Linked DNA regions of Bombyx mori: region 1 is linked to region 2. The links are chromatin contacts, called in public Hi-C maps. All regions are on one chromosome and are shown on one strand. The core of a region is the stretch at or near the end of the contact, and the rest is flanking DNA. Distances in the headings are between cores, read along the strand shown. Region 1 holds the start of LOC101735345. Region 2 overlaps LOC101735345.

Region 1 (6,526 bases), core at 3,672-6,171, 34 kb before region 2:
AAATAAATCATCGCTCTTGAATTTTCTCGAGTCAATTCCATTTTCTCAACGACTAAACAAGTTTGACAAAACCTCGTGACAAGACCGAGAATCTTTTTTTAAATAAATAAATGGTATTCGATTTTTAAAATCAAGGAGTTTTCAATTAAAGAGATTTTAATAGGACAGGAACAGTGGAAATATTCCATTCCCGATACTTTTAGTGCAGCCCTCGTATTATTAACCTACAAATAAGTTTAATTAAATATTAAGACAGGTTTAAAGTTCATTTTAAACGTTCCCGTTTCCGTACAACTTTCTCGTGAGTCGACTCCGTAATTAATAATAGTCGAATTCCATTTTATCTAATATTCATCTAACTACATAGGTACGTAAACAGAATTCATAAGCCCGTATTATTGGTCGTGTAGAAAATAAAAGTTTGTCATTTAATTAGCCAATTCTTAATTTCGTTTTGTGTTTGAGTTTGACTGGAATGTGATAGAAACACGTACTAGTTACATAACAGTCTAAGCACTCTTAAAGCGGTTGTGGTCCTTAAAGTTGAGTGGAGTGTATACTTAGTCTGGCCATAAATACTGTTACAATTAAGAATAAAAAAAATGTATTGCAAATTACATTTATTACTTTTACAGCGTGTTAGTTTAATACATAAATATAAAAAAATTTGAAGTATAAAAAGCTTATTCGAAGTGGTCTCCATTGGCTGCATTCCTTTAAACGTTGAAGCCAGTTAACAATAGAAGCACGCACTCTTTCCATGGGAAAAATTTTCACTGCCAATCGTACGGATTGTTTTAGGGACTCCAAATTATCATGGCGTTTAGAGCAAGCCGTACTCTCTAAAACTGACCATAAATCATAATCCAGCGGATTAAGATCGGGACTAGACGACGGACAGCCTTCAGCTCTGATGGAGTCCGAAATGTACGTTTCCAACCAAGACTGCGTAGACCGAGCTTTATGACCTGGCGCCGAGTATTGCTGGAAGGACCATTCTTGATTATTGAACATGGTGTTGTTAAGAGGCTTCACTACCTCCTCAAGAATGGTATCTTGATACACTTGTGCCGATGTTTTGATACCTTTTTCACAAAAGTATAGCTCAATCACTCCTTCATAGCTAATACCCCACCAAACCATCACTGAAGGCGGATAGTGCCCACGTTGCACTCTGTCGACTAATTGGGAAGCTTCCTTAGAGCTTTGAGCATAAATACGGTCATTTTGTTTGTTAAAATGTTGCTCAATTGTAAAACTTTTCTTATCCGTAAACAAAATTATTCTATGACCTCCCTTTGCGTACCGCTTCAGTAGTTGTTTCGATTTTACCACCCTTTTCTCTTTTAAATTATCAGTTAAGAAATGACCAGTAAGTACGTCTCTTATAGGCTGCAAGTCCTAAGTCATCTTTTAAAATACGCGACATGGTTCTAGGTGCTATCTTCATCTCCCGAGATAAAATCTTTTGCTTTCGGACGGGATTTCTTCGAATTCTTTCCCTTACTGCTTTGACCACCTTTTTCGTACGAACACTAGGTGGACGGCCAGATCTTTTTCTGTCACAAACAAAGGAGGTCTCATTGCACCTATTAATAGTCCGGTACACAAACATTTTACTAATACCAAGCGTATGGAGAGTTTTAAAAATTGCATTTGGCTCCATACCTACTTTGTGTAATGCAATCACAGCGATTCGGTTCTCTTTATCACCCCACTCCATTTTAATATCACAAAATATTGTGCAATGTATTGGCGCTAAAATGAGAAAACTCAATGAGCTATCGTATAAAAATGGCAGATTTCCAAATTCAAATGTAATTAATATTTTGTTTATTTTTAATTGTAACAGTATTTATGGCCAGACTAAGTATGTTGTCCTCTTCACAAGATGTTACACCAGCCCACTAAGCTTGTCGCCGGATCGTCTCAGTGGGTCGCCTTTCCGATCCAGTGGTAGATTCTTCGAAGCACTGCTCTTGCTAGGGCTGGTGATAGCAACGTCCCGAGGTTAGAGCCCCGTGAGCTCACTTAATCGTTCGATAACGCTGGCATAGCCCTCTAAAGCTGCTTTCAGATTACGCTATATTATAGTGCCATATAGCATAGCAGCCTATACTTAGCCAAAAATATACAATATAGTACATTGTGAATGTGTCCACAACAATGTATGGTGCGCGATATCGTGAGTCCGTTCACTCACAACAATAAAAAAATATTTTGTTTTATTGCTGTACTACTCCTCCGTGCACGTGCGTGCATCGCACGTGTAAATGTGTGATGAAAGATTACAACTACGAGTGATAAAGTCGTGTTTTAGCCGACTTCAAAAAAGGAGGAGGTTCTCAATTCGGCTGTATGATATTTTTTTATGTTTGTTACCTTCATAATTTTTGAGTGGGTGAATCGATTTTGATGATTCTTTTTTTATTAGAAAGCTGACGCTTCCCGTGTGGTCCCATTAAAATTTAGTCCAGTTCTGATAATGGTATCCATGAGAAAACCTTATAAGTCTTAAATTTGCATTAAGTACGTGAGCGACAAATAGACGAATAACTCAATATCACGCCAACCGATTTCGATGAGCTTCGAGCTTTCGAGCTCACAGCCCACCTGGTGTTACGTTGTTACTGGAGCCCATAGATATGTACATCGCAAATGCGCCACCCACCCTGAGATATAAGTTCTAAGGTCGTTGTAACTATACTTGATAGTTACAACGGCTGCCCCGCCCTTCAAACCGAAACGCATTATTCCTTCCCGGCAGAAATAGGCCGGATGGTGGTACCTAGTTACCCGCGCGGACTCATAAGAGTTCTCACCACCAGTAATTACGCAAGTTATAATTTTGCGGGTTTCATTTTTATTACACGATGTTATTCCTTCCCCGTGGAAGTCCAAAAAGAACAACTAATATCATGTACTAGTTCGGATTACGTTATCATGTTTTGTTTCCAGTTTAGGTTTCTTTTTAAATAGTACCATTCGAATTCTGAATCAATGAGACAAAAAAAGATACCTACTAGGTATAAACATTTACCCATAGAATAAACAGCTTAACGAGGTAAATAATTCATAATAATGACATATTATATTACAATGAGCTAAAAATTTGCAGGTAATAAAGAAAATTGGTTCCCACGTGGTGCCAGAACAATGACATCAGAAAGTTGTGCGAATATTGCCAGCCAGTGCGAACTAAGAACCGCCGCCATGAAAGTCGAACGATATTATGTGTATTATCTATGGTCGAACGACGAACTAACAGCAATATCACTACTTGTTAGCAAGCCTGGCTGAGCTTTTGCTCGCCCACCTGTCCTGGTGAAACTGAAAAGGCCTCAGGGCCTCCAGTAACCTTTAAATCATAAAAAAAAAACTATAATATATTAATACGTGAAGCAAAAACTTTGTACCCCTTTTTACGAAAATGTTTATTGTCAAACTTTTGTTATTGCTTAAAGTCTGTGGTCAAATTGAAAATAGGTTAATATTGTTTTATCTTTCATATTATTTGTCTATAGACTGGTCTTGGCGAAATCTGTGAATAAAGAAGTATAATAATCTTTGACAATAGAACCTTAATAATGTTCAAACTAATAATTTCAATTAATTATAGCTTCGATCAACAATAGTAACAATTATAGTCAAATTTCGACTACTGCAATAAATTCACGAGTTACAATAAATTCTGTTATGTGAAAAGGGACAACGCTATAACTCATCTCTATCTTTCTTCTTTTGGCATAAAAACGAATATCTAATTATTAATAGCAGTTTTCCTGTCAGTATCGCGGAACGTGATTCAACCGTGAATGGCGCAAAAACAGACGCCGATGCTCAGAGAAATTTCTTTCGTGTCTAAGTTTTTGTTGCAAATTAAATTGCCACATAACGGAGTTGTTGGATGAATTAAACTGTGGACATTCGTTATTAAGTTATAAATATTTCGATTAAAACTACGGGAAAAAATGCAGTTAATTATGAAGTTGTTTAAATAAGTTTTCGAGTAGCTACTTAAAATTGTATAAAACATAGTAAAGTATTGTAAATTAATTATATTTCAACTACATAGTGTGGGTCCATCGATTTAAACTTATAAAAAAAAACCATGTCGTGAGATCATCAAAAGTATGGCCAAATAGCCATCGCAACCAGAGCTCTTGGATTGAAACCTCTCCGATCTTAGTACCTAGATTCCTATTCAGTTGTAGTTCCTGAAAGGTGGACTGACCTAAGACCCACCTCATTGTAAGTGATCTGCCAGGAATAATGCCAGGGACACAGTCTAGCAGCCACAAAGTCTTACCCTATATGTTAAAATAAAGAATAAAAATAAACATTGAAGAAATTTATCTTTGTCTAATAATATAGGAAGTGTGTAGGAAGATGATGTTCTTCCACGAGAGTTTCTTTCTCTGAGTAAAGTTAAATACATAGCTATTTAAATAAATAATAAAGATAAACAAACTTTCAGAATTAATGCGAATACATGAGAATTCGTGAGAATCGATTATTTCAATGTAAAATGACCTTGTTGCGTATGCGGAAAATAGTTTTCTGTCATATTGGTTTTTATATCATAAACACATGTTAATTCATCTTTATTAAACTGAATCAGTCCTTTCCGGAAAGAATGATGAAGGTTGGTAGCTACAACTTCGGATCTACTTATGCCCTTTCTAGAAGTGGGGGTATTCAACAAGCCGCATAGGTGTAGTAGTAATAGCCTAAGCTTTAGTTAGTTTCATAATGGGCGATCGTCGGCATACTCCGGTAGACCATCGGATTCTTTCGCGACCTACGCATGAACTATAGCAACTATAGCCAGTATAGCACTGGCGAGAGCGAATGAGACACATTGTCGACAGCGCCCCCCCCCTCCCTCCCTGCCCAGGCACAGATATTACCTTCACAACTCGTCAGTTTAGCTCGAAGTTCGTTCTAGAGCGGTTGTTTCGTCGCCCATTGACGATTTATCCGTCTTTTAATTCGTGTATTCCTTGAAAAGAGCCTATAGTTTGAGACTTCTGGACGAAATGTGCGTATCGTTATTTGCCTAATAGTTTTATCGTTTCCGGATAATGGATTTGTGTTGAATTTGTGAGAGGACAGTGTAGTGGAGTTATTTGCGCTACGACGTCGCTCGTCGTGCCTGAGTTGGCGTTGTCCCTCCGATTCTCTGCAAGGTAAATACTCATACTACTATAAGAGTGATCGAATACGTGGACGCAAATAAGTGAATTTTTCTCCTAATACCTTTATATTATTACGGAAGTTCTAGTCTCTCAGACTGCTGAAGATTGTGTACAGTTAAAGTCCAAAGCAATTTATGTGTACCGTTAGCCAACGTTGCGGTCGATGCCAATTCGCGGATGTGCTTGTTAGAAATCGACAAATAAAAATTTGCAACAAAATGTTCGGGTCACATTTAAGAGAACACACCAGTTACGGAAGATTAATCGGGAAAGTTTGCGTTTAATAAAATGCAATTCAATGCCATTATCTGAGTAAAGCGTATTACGTATGCGGAAGTAGCGATACCTCTACAATGTTCTTCAATCACGGCCCGATGAACATCTGGCCTTTGTTTAATGTTTAGTAGGTAGTCACTAAACTCGTCGTATCGATGTACGACTAAACAATTCGTTTCAAACATCGAATGCTTCCGAATAAAAAGGGAACAAATCAAAGATATTTTAATTAGGAAGTCTTTCGATTGATTCGATCAAACGACTCGACTTAAAATGTTCTCCAGCGCTTCTAATAGGCGTGGCAAGTGGCCAAGTGATTCAAGGCTCACAGAGACTGGTTTTTAAATCGAACACTACGAGTGCCCACTTGAGAAGTTTCGACATCATCATCCGACGGTGGGTCACCAGATAGCCTTTGTGAATTTCTCGTATATTATATAAAACTTATTAGTGTTGATTAACATTAACTATTTCGATAAATGCTAGAAATTCGGTTATTGTGTAGGTATTAAAAAAATCCAAAACAGTACATATAGGTGTCATGTTTCTTTTTTATCGTATAAAAATCCAAACATATTAAGCGTGAAGTTGATAGATTAATGAAATAGATTCGTTTATTGAAAATCACAACCACCTACACACCTTAACAAAGAAAGAAGATCTCGAAGTGAGATTATTATGAAGGCAAACATTTCATTGTTATTTTTATGCACCTTAATTGAAGCTATAACGAGAATTAACTATAACTGCTTTAAGTACTATATTAAAAATAATCAAAATTGAATCAAAACGTTTTCAAATGTTATTATCGTCTATTTTTAGGCTAGATGCTATTAGTGTTCGCGAAGCAGTACACTAACAATAAAGTAGGTCGTGATATTTTTGCGCCTTACCTGCAGCAATCCGATCACATGTTTGTTGAAAGCAATGAAATTGAACTAGTTTGACATCGTTGTGTGCTAGAAATATGTAGACCAACGCGGTATCAGAGAAAAATTGTTACGAATTCCAAATCAAACACGATAAAAGAACGCTGTCGGCCATGATTTATC
Region 2 (6,971 bases), core at 3,263-5,762:
TAACCTCTACAGATCTATTTTAAATTTAAGGAGGCCATCAACTGACATTCAGTCACGTGAAGTTTTACGAGTAGAGTAGTTCCGTTTTGAAAAAATATATACAGATAAACAAATTATTGTCTATGAAACTTTTTTCGTTTAATGACAAATGACACGAACGGCTTATTTATGAGACGTAAAAATGTAAACGTATTCTTCGCGAACGTCCTAGTTTATTATCGTGGCACTTGTTTCATTTTAGGTCAAGGATTCCACTGATATATACATGAAAAGATAATTGATATCTCATATTATATACGATCCCTAAATCTGAATAAAATACGGTTAGAATTATATCGGATGGTTATATCAGTAGAACAATTCGTTAAGTAGTATGTAAACAAACGAAAAACTATATTAAGTGGTTGAAGATAAGAGCAGTTTGCACTAGTTCGTTCCCGTGCACCGACCTACATAGATACCGACTATCTTAGTACTGTACGATAACTGCGACCACTTTCTCTATGCGCTCTATTTAGTACAATGTCTTCACAGTTTTGTTTACCTACTCAACTAAAGATTGTCATACTGTTTTAGCGAATGTTAGTTCTAAATTAAAAAAAATTTAATCTCGATTTTGAAATGTCGAATTCAGTCCCAATTAAAAACCTATGGCTTTTCCTATATTTTGTATTTAGGCGACAATATATCCATGAAAGTTTATACACGACAGGGAGTGTTAAGTTTTGTGTCTACCTAAGCCCATGTTTTTCAGTGCGCTTGTAATTATGTTAGATTAAAATAACAGAATAGAATCGCGTTTAATCGCCTGTTGGTTAATACTTTATTCACTCATAAAAAGACCAAACAAATAAATAGACGATTTTACGAAAATAAATTGATATCTATTCAAAGACAAAGATTTATAATCGTTTTAATTCAATGACACAATTCTTTATTTTATATAATGACATCAACGTTCAAGGACACGTTAAAAATTCTATACTCTAGTGATTGGAACAGAATATCCCATCTCAACTCCCACCAAAAACTTCAAATAGTTACTAACATCTCCGAAATTTATTGATCGAGTCTATGTATATTTATCAAAACATGTGCTATAAATTATAAATATAATTATAGATCTGGCTTAAGCTTGATAGCGGTTTTAATGAATACGACATTAATCTATTGTACTCAATTCATGCGTCACGTCATGAAGACGGTATATCGTTCCAGTAAAATAATTTGAAATACCAATATGGGTAAGTAATGTAACATTGACTTTCACATTTTGTGGCGTGTGATGTAATGTGCACCGGCCTCCGCGCAGCTATTGCTATTAGGTAAATGTTGCACGCGGCAGCTTTCACCCCACTTTCACCTACCTATACTTCCGCGTTAAGACTTTTGCGCGTTGTGTTCTAGCTCTTTTTAAAATTATTCTCTTCTGTTATTATTACTGGTGGTAGGACCTCTTGTGAGTCCGCGCGGGTAGGTACCACCGCCCTGCCTATTTCTGCCGTGTAGCAGTAATAGTAATGCGTTTCGGTTTGAAGGGTCAAATTCAAATTCAATTGTAGATGTCTATGGGCTCCGGTAACCACTTAACATCAGATGAGCTATGAGCTAGTCCACCAATTTAGGAAATAAATAAAATGGAAATTAAAAAATATTAAAAATTTAACTATGAAACGTCAACGTGTTTAAAATTAATGATTCTATAATCATCATTTTCATCATTGTTTGTTCTATGGAATACGAAGTTGTGAATAAATAAATAAAAATGATATAAGTTTGTTATGTGGTTAATTTTCCTTATGGAAACAATTGTATTATTGTCGAAATAAATTCCGAATTATCCGAATGGTTCTTATTTCCGCGTACAATAATAAATAGTAGGCACGCGTTATTTCCGCAACGTTCGATATGCGATTACCACAATCAAGGTTCAATAAGTCTCTAACGTTATCTCCGGGCGATAACATTAAATGCCTCCTCTGACTCCCAACGAATACAATAAATTTAACGTAATGTTTGAATTATTTATTTATACTGGCGTCCGTCCGGTTGTCGACCACGATTCCTGCCACTTTTTTCTATTTTATCAAAATATGACCAAAACAAAACCGAAAATGTAATACATAAAATGAATGAAGTCTTGAGTCATTAGTGATTTTGGTCGAATGGCGACCACCAAGCGAACAGTGGTTAACTCGATTTGATTATTTTAATGGTCTTACAAACGAAGACTCACTGACGACAGGGAAATATTAAAAGTATCTGGAGAAAAGTTGGGGCGTCGTGCAGGAATCTTCTGATGGGTAGACTGATTATTATTTTTACTAGTGGTAATAGGTGGGTAGGAAATATCATCTTTTACTTTCGCAAAGTTATATACTCGTAATACAATTGAAACTTACACGTCGTGTCTCAAGGTATCTTGGGACTCAATTTGTTTAGTCCATGGGCTCCAATAAATCCTTCAATAATCGGTAGGCCCTGAGCTTATGTAACGTAGGTATCGGCTTGTCTATGGTATTACTAACGTCCGTCATCGACAGTGATCACTCACTCACGAGTGCCTTATGCTTTCAACGGTAATCAAAATAAATTTACTTCCTACAGTGGCTCAACGATCCGATAAGCATCTTGGCCTCCAACACGAAACGTCCATTCGTCATTCGTAAGGAACGAATGTAGATATCACGTCGGAACATCTAAAAATGAAATACAAATTTACTTAAGAAATAGTCTTATTATTGATTTATAAATATCGATAACCAAATTTATTTCTATAAGGAAACATCACGTAAGCTATCTTTGTGTGTGAGTTATTCATTGAAAACAAAAAAATGTATAGATACGGTTTCTTAAAACATATTCCACTGTAGTGGATCTTTTTTTGCTCGTTTGGATCCGTTGCAATCTGTGTGCTTAGTGCGAGTTTTTTAACGTTCTCGATCGCGTAAAAGTTATTCAAATTTGTATGCAGTTGGAACAGCGCCCCTAACGGCAAACGCAGGCACACGTTCCAACTCAATACAAATTGGAGTTAACTTTTACGCGATCGAGAATGTTAAAAAAACTCGCGCTAAGCACACTGCACTCGACCGCTGGGGTTCGATAGACAGACGTCTTTGGTAATCGTCGGTCTAACCATTCCCGATCCTGCATACAGAATAGAAAGCAGTCGACGTCGCCCAAAACACGTCATCTCGGATCCTCCCGATCCACTAACGGTACTTCTAGGTACTTCAAGCACCGGTCACCGTTCTCGTCGAACCCGTCGCTTGCGACGAAGGGCTCGATGAGTAAATTAACTCTCAGACACAGTCCACTGAGTTTCTCGCCGGATCTTCTCAGTGGGTCGCGTTTCCGATCCGGTGGTAGATTCTGCGAAGCACGGCTCTTGCTGGGGTTCGTGTTAGCAACGTCATCAGGTTTGAGCCCCGTGAGCTCACCTACAAAAGTTAGGGTTACACTGAAATAGCCTCTCAAGGCTCTCAGCTTAGGTAGGAAAAAAAAAAAGAAATAAGACGTATTTAATCTACGACGAAATCAATTAATTAGGCTAACGAATGTAATTGAAAGATTTGAACACGAAACATGCTTATCGTTTTCAAAATGTACCAAATCGAACACAAAGTAGGTTAAAATCCGAATTAATAAACAGGCTGTCGCACGCTGGTTTAAATGTGTCGTTCTTAAATTATTTTCAGAAATTTTCGAGTTATTAACTCAATAGTATTAGGGCTGCCTATTACACAAAAGCACGGATGTACAAATTATATTTTTATACTACGTAAATGAAAGTATTTTAGAAAATGCCAACGTCAGCAGATCTAGCAATGAACGTTTAAACCATTTTCTTGTAGCTGTTGAAAGATAAAATTTTCGGAATACCTATTATTACACTTTTAGCCTTATTTTTTATTTTCTGTCTATCATTATACGCGTCGTTTCTCGAAGTGATATTATATGTCGGGATTATAATGCTTACATTCCTAACACAAATAATAAACACCGTATTATTGAATTTCTTAGAATACAAAGTTGCACACACACACAGGTTTCGACATCGGTGACTCATATTTATCGTAAACTTGGTTTTATACCCCAAATTTGTTCATGATAAGTCTATACGTTGAATCAACATAGGAAAGGTGTTAACTCATGGCAAATAGGTTTAACTTTTTATTTAAATTACATAAGACGTGTTAAGATCACGCGGAGCGTAGACTCGATACTGAACGTCCATTACGAAAAAAGGACTCGTTATTTTCTTTCTAATTACTTAATTGTATCATATTTACATACGTATTATGCATACAATTTAAACACAACTGCTAATAAATTATACAATCAATACATTGCTTGTAAAACCAACTAAAAATGGGGAAATAGTTACAAAAAAAGATCGACTTCATTATTCGATAAAAGGTTATACGTACTTATATAAGTAAAACCAGTGAACAGCGTACGACATTGGCCCGGTGACCGATGTTGCAACTACTAACTCGTTTGCAGTTCGTTCGTTTACACAATTGCATTTGAAATGTACTACTGTGCTATGCTAGCAGACTCGTTGTTACATCTTTGTAAGTTTATTGCGCACGTAATCAACGTAATACATAACAATTGAATACAGGAAATTTCGGTCTATAAAAATAAAAGTATACATTTTAGTTTGCTAATTGTGAAGTAAGTGAAGTCGTGAATCGTGCATTGAGAAATTTCGAAAAAAAAAACTCAGTATACGATACCACCGCCGAAAACAAATGTACCTAATTAAATAATAAACTATAAATGTCGTTAATTTTTTCGAGTAGTTAATGTGATTGTGATGTTTCCTTATTGATTAGAGTATAATAGGAAAAATACTGTTAATTTTATGTAACGAAACTCTTTTTTTTTTTTCATAAACTTCGTTTATGTCATTATCAGTTTATATTTTTACCTATCTAGTCGTTGGTAGCCTAATATGTGTATTTGAATTTCGCACAGACCGGTAGGTGAGCTCACGGGCTCAACCTGAGAGAATTGCTAACCCTAGCAACAGCAGTGCTTTGCTGAATCTACCGGATCGGAATCGCGACCCACTGAGAAGATTCCGCGAGGAACTCAGTGGATGGTTATCAGTGATAATAGTTCTAATACATCGTGAGCACTCTTGAAGTAGCCAAACGTAAGGTACCCATTATATTAAGAACTGTTTAATGCTGTAGTTGAGCAAAGTACCTCACGACCCAATTCTATTACAATAAAACCTGCTGAAGTAACTGTAAACTCAAAAGTATTCGAAACATTGGAAATAATAAAATGAAAATAATAAATGCGAGATTAAACCGTAAAACTAGTTTTAATTATGCCTACGGCTTGCGAAAACTAGAAAATATAATACATTATAGTTACGTTATTAATTAAGTATAATAATTAACGTATTTTATTTCTTAACATATAACCGTAATTAAACGGGGTATTCAAATCATTGATGTTAAAGAATAGAAACGTAAGGGGGAAATGGAATAAAGTTATGTAGTAAAAGTTCCGTTAGATTAATTTAAGAATGAACACGACGAATATTTTTTTAAATGTTACTTGCGTAGGTCGCTTTTACTGACAACGGTAGTTAGCATAATATTAGGCGTACAATTATAATAATATCATTAAAGACAAAGCATCGTTGAGAATTTACCAAATGAACGTAGCTTGAAAACCAAAAAAGTCCGTATCATCAATTAATTTTAGGTTTAATTAATCATAACTAGAGGTCCCGCAGTAGTCGAAATTCGACTATAATTAATTGGAATTGTAAGTTTGTACACTATTATGATTGTATTTTATACTTCTATAATCACAAATTTCGCCAAGACTACACTATAAAAAATATTAACAAAGACAAACAATATTTAATCTATTTTCAATTTGACAACAGACGTCAAGAACAAAAGTTTGACAATAAATAGTATGCATGCGTGTGTGCGTCAAATACATGGTATGTAGTGTGTGTAATGTTTTCTTTACTGATTTAATGTATCTTTTACGCATTATTTTAAAAAAAATATTAGGATTGTGCACTTCTTCACTATATTTTCTATAAGTGTGGGAAATTTCATACTCCTCCGTCCGCGCAATTTTCGTAAAAAGGGATACAAAGTTTTTGCTTCACATATTAATATATAGATGTCCAATTATATACGAGTATTATTATAAGAATTACGTAAAATTGTCCTTTGTACGTATAAAAATTCCAAATTTATCAAACCTCTTGAAGTTGGCGAAATAAACGTTGCGAGATGGATACAGGTCAAGCCAATAAGAGAGTATGTTAAAAAATTGGCATACAATGTTATCAATATTTTTCTTGTGATAACACCTTTTTTATAAATTAATCAAAACTAATATAATTGTTCTGTTACATTAAAATTTGGCTTGGATAAAATACCCATTTATCTACTTATTCTCCAACTTATTTTTTTTATTGCTTAGATGGGTGGACGAGCTCACAGCCGACTTGGTGTTAATTGGTAACTGGAACCCATAGACATCTACGACGTAAATGCGCCAGCCATTGAGACATAAGTTCTAAGGTCTCAAGTATAGTTACAACGGCTGCCCCACCCTTCAAACCGAAACGCATTACCGCTTCACGGCAGAAATAGGCAGGATGGTGGTACCTACTCGCGCGTACTCACAAGAGGTCCTACGACCAATCTTCGTATGTATAATGTCTATGTATCTTATGTTCGTAATATAAGAGTAGGTGGAACCTCTCTATACTCTCGTGCCCATTTATTCAAATCTGAGACTCCTGAAACTTACAAAACTGGAATGGACTAATATTAAATTAAGACGTCATAAAATTTGTGTATTTCTTATCGGCGACTTATATGACGTTAATTGTTTTTGAGAGCAGTTGATGTGTGTTGGGAAGATACGAAATCTCCTTCCTTTGTCGCATCACTCTTATCAGAGCGGTCGTGGTCGTC

Evidence for each region. A called contact is a pair of places that touch in the nucleus more often than the background predicts.
Region 1: a contact with region 2 is called in a Hi-C map of posterior silk gland, with 1.6 times the contacts expected there. The contact joins the promoter of LOC101735345 here to the enhancer-like site in region 2. A contact is called at or near these places in 4 of 7 Hi-C or Micro-C datasets (middle silk gland, posterior silk gland and whole pupa).

The regions. Positions count from the first base shown.
Region 1 is chr9:12,616,118-12,622,643 of ASM3026992v2, reverse strand. It overlaps LOC101735345, which reads left to right and starts at 4,921. Exons shown (of 8, transcript XM_012694728.4): 1 at 4,921-5,189.
Region 2 is chr9:12,580,877-12,587,847 of ASM3026992v2, reverse strand. All of the region lies in intron 2 of LOC101735345, which reads left to right. Among protein-coding and RNA genes, the nearest start is that of LOC101747138, 30 kb to the right of the region's middle. Within about 2 kb of position 4,512, at least 3 of the 8 cell types and tissues checked have open chromatin away from gene starts, as enhancers often do.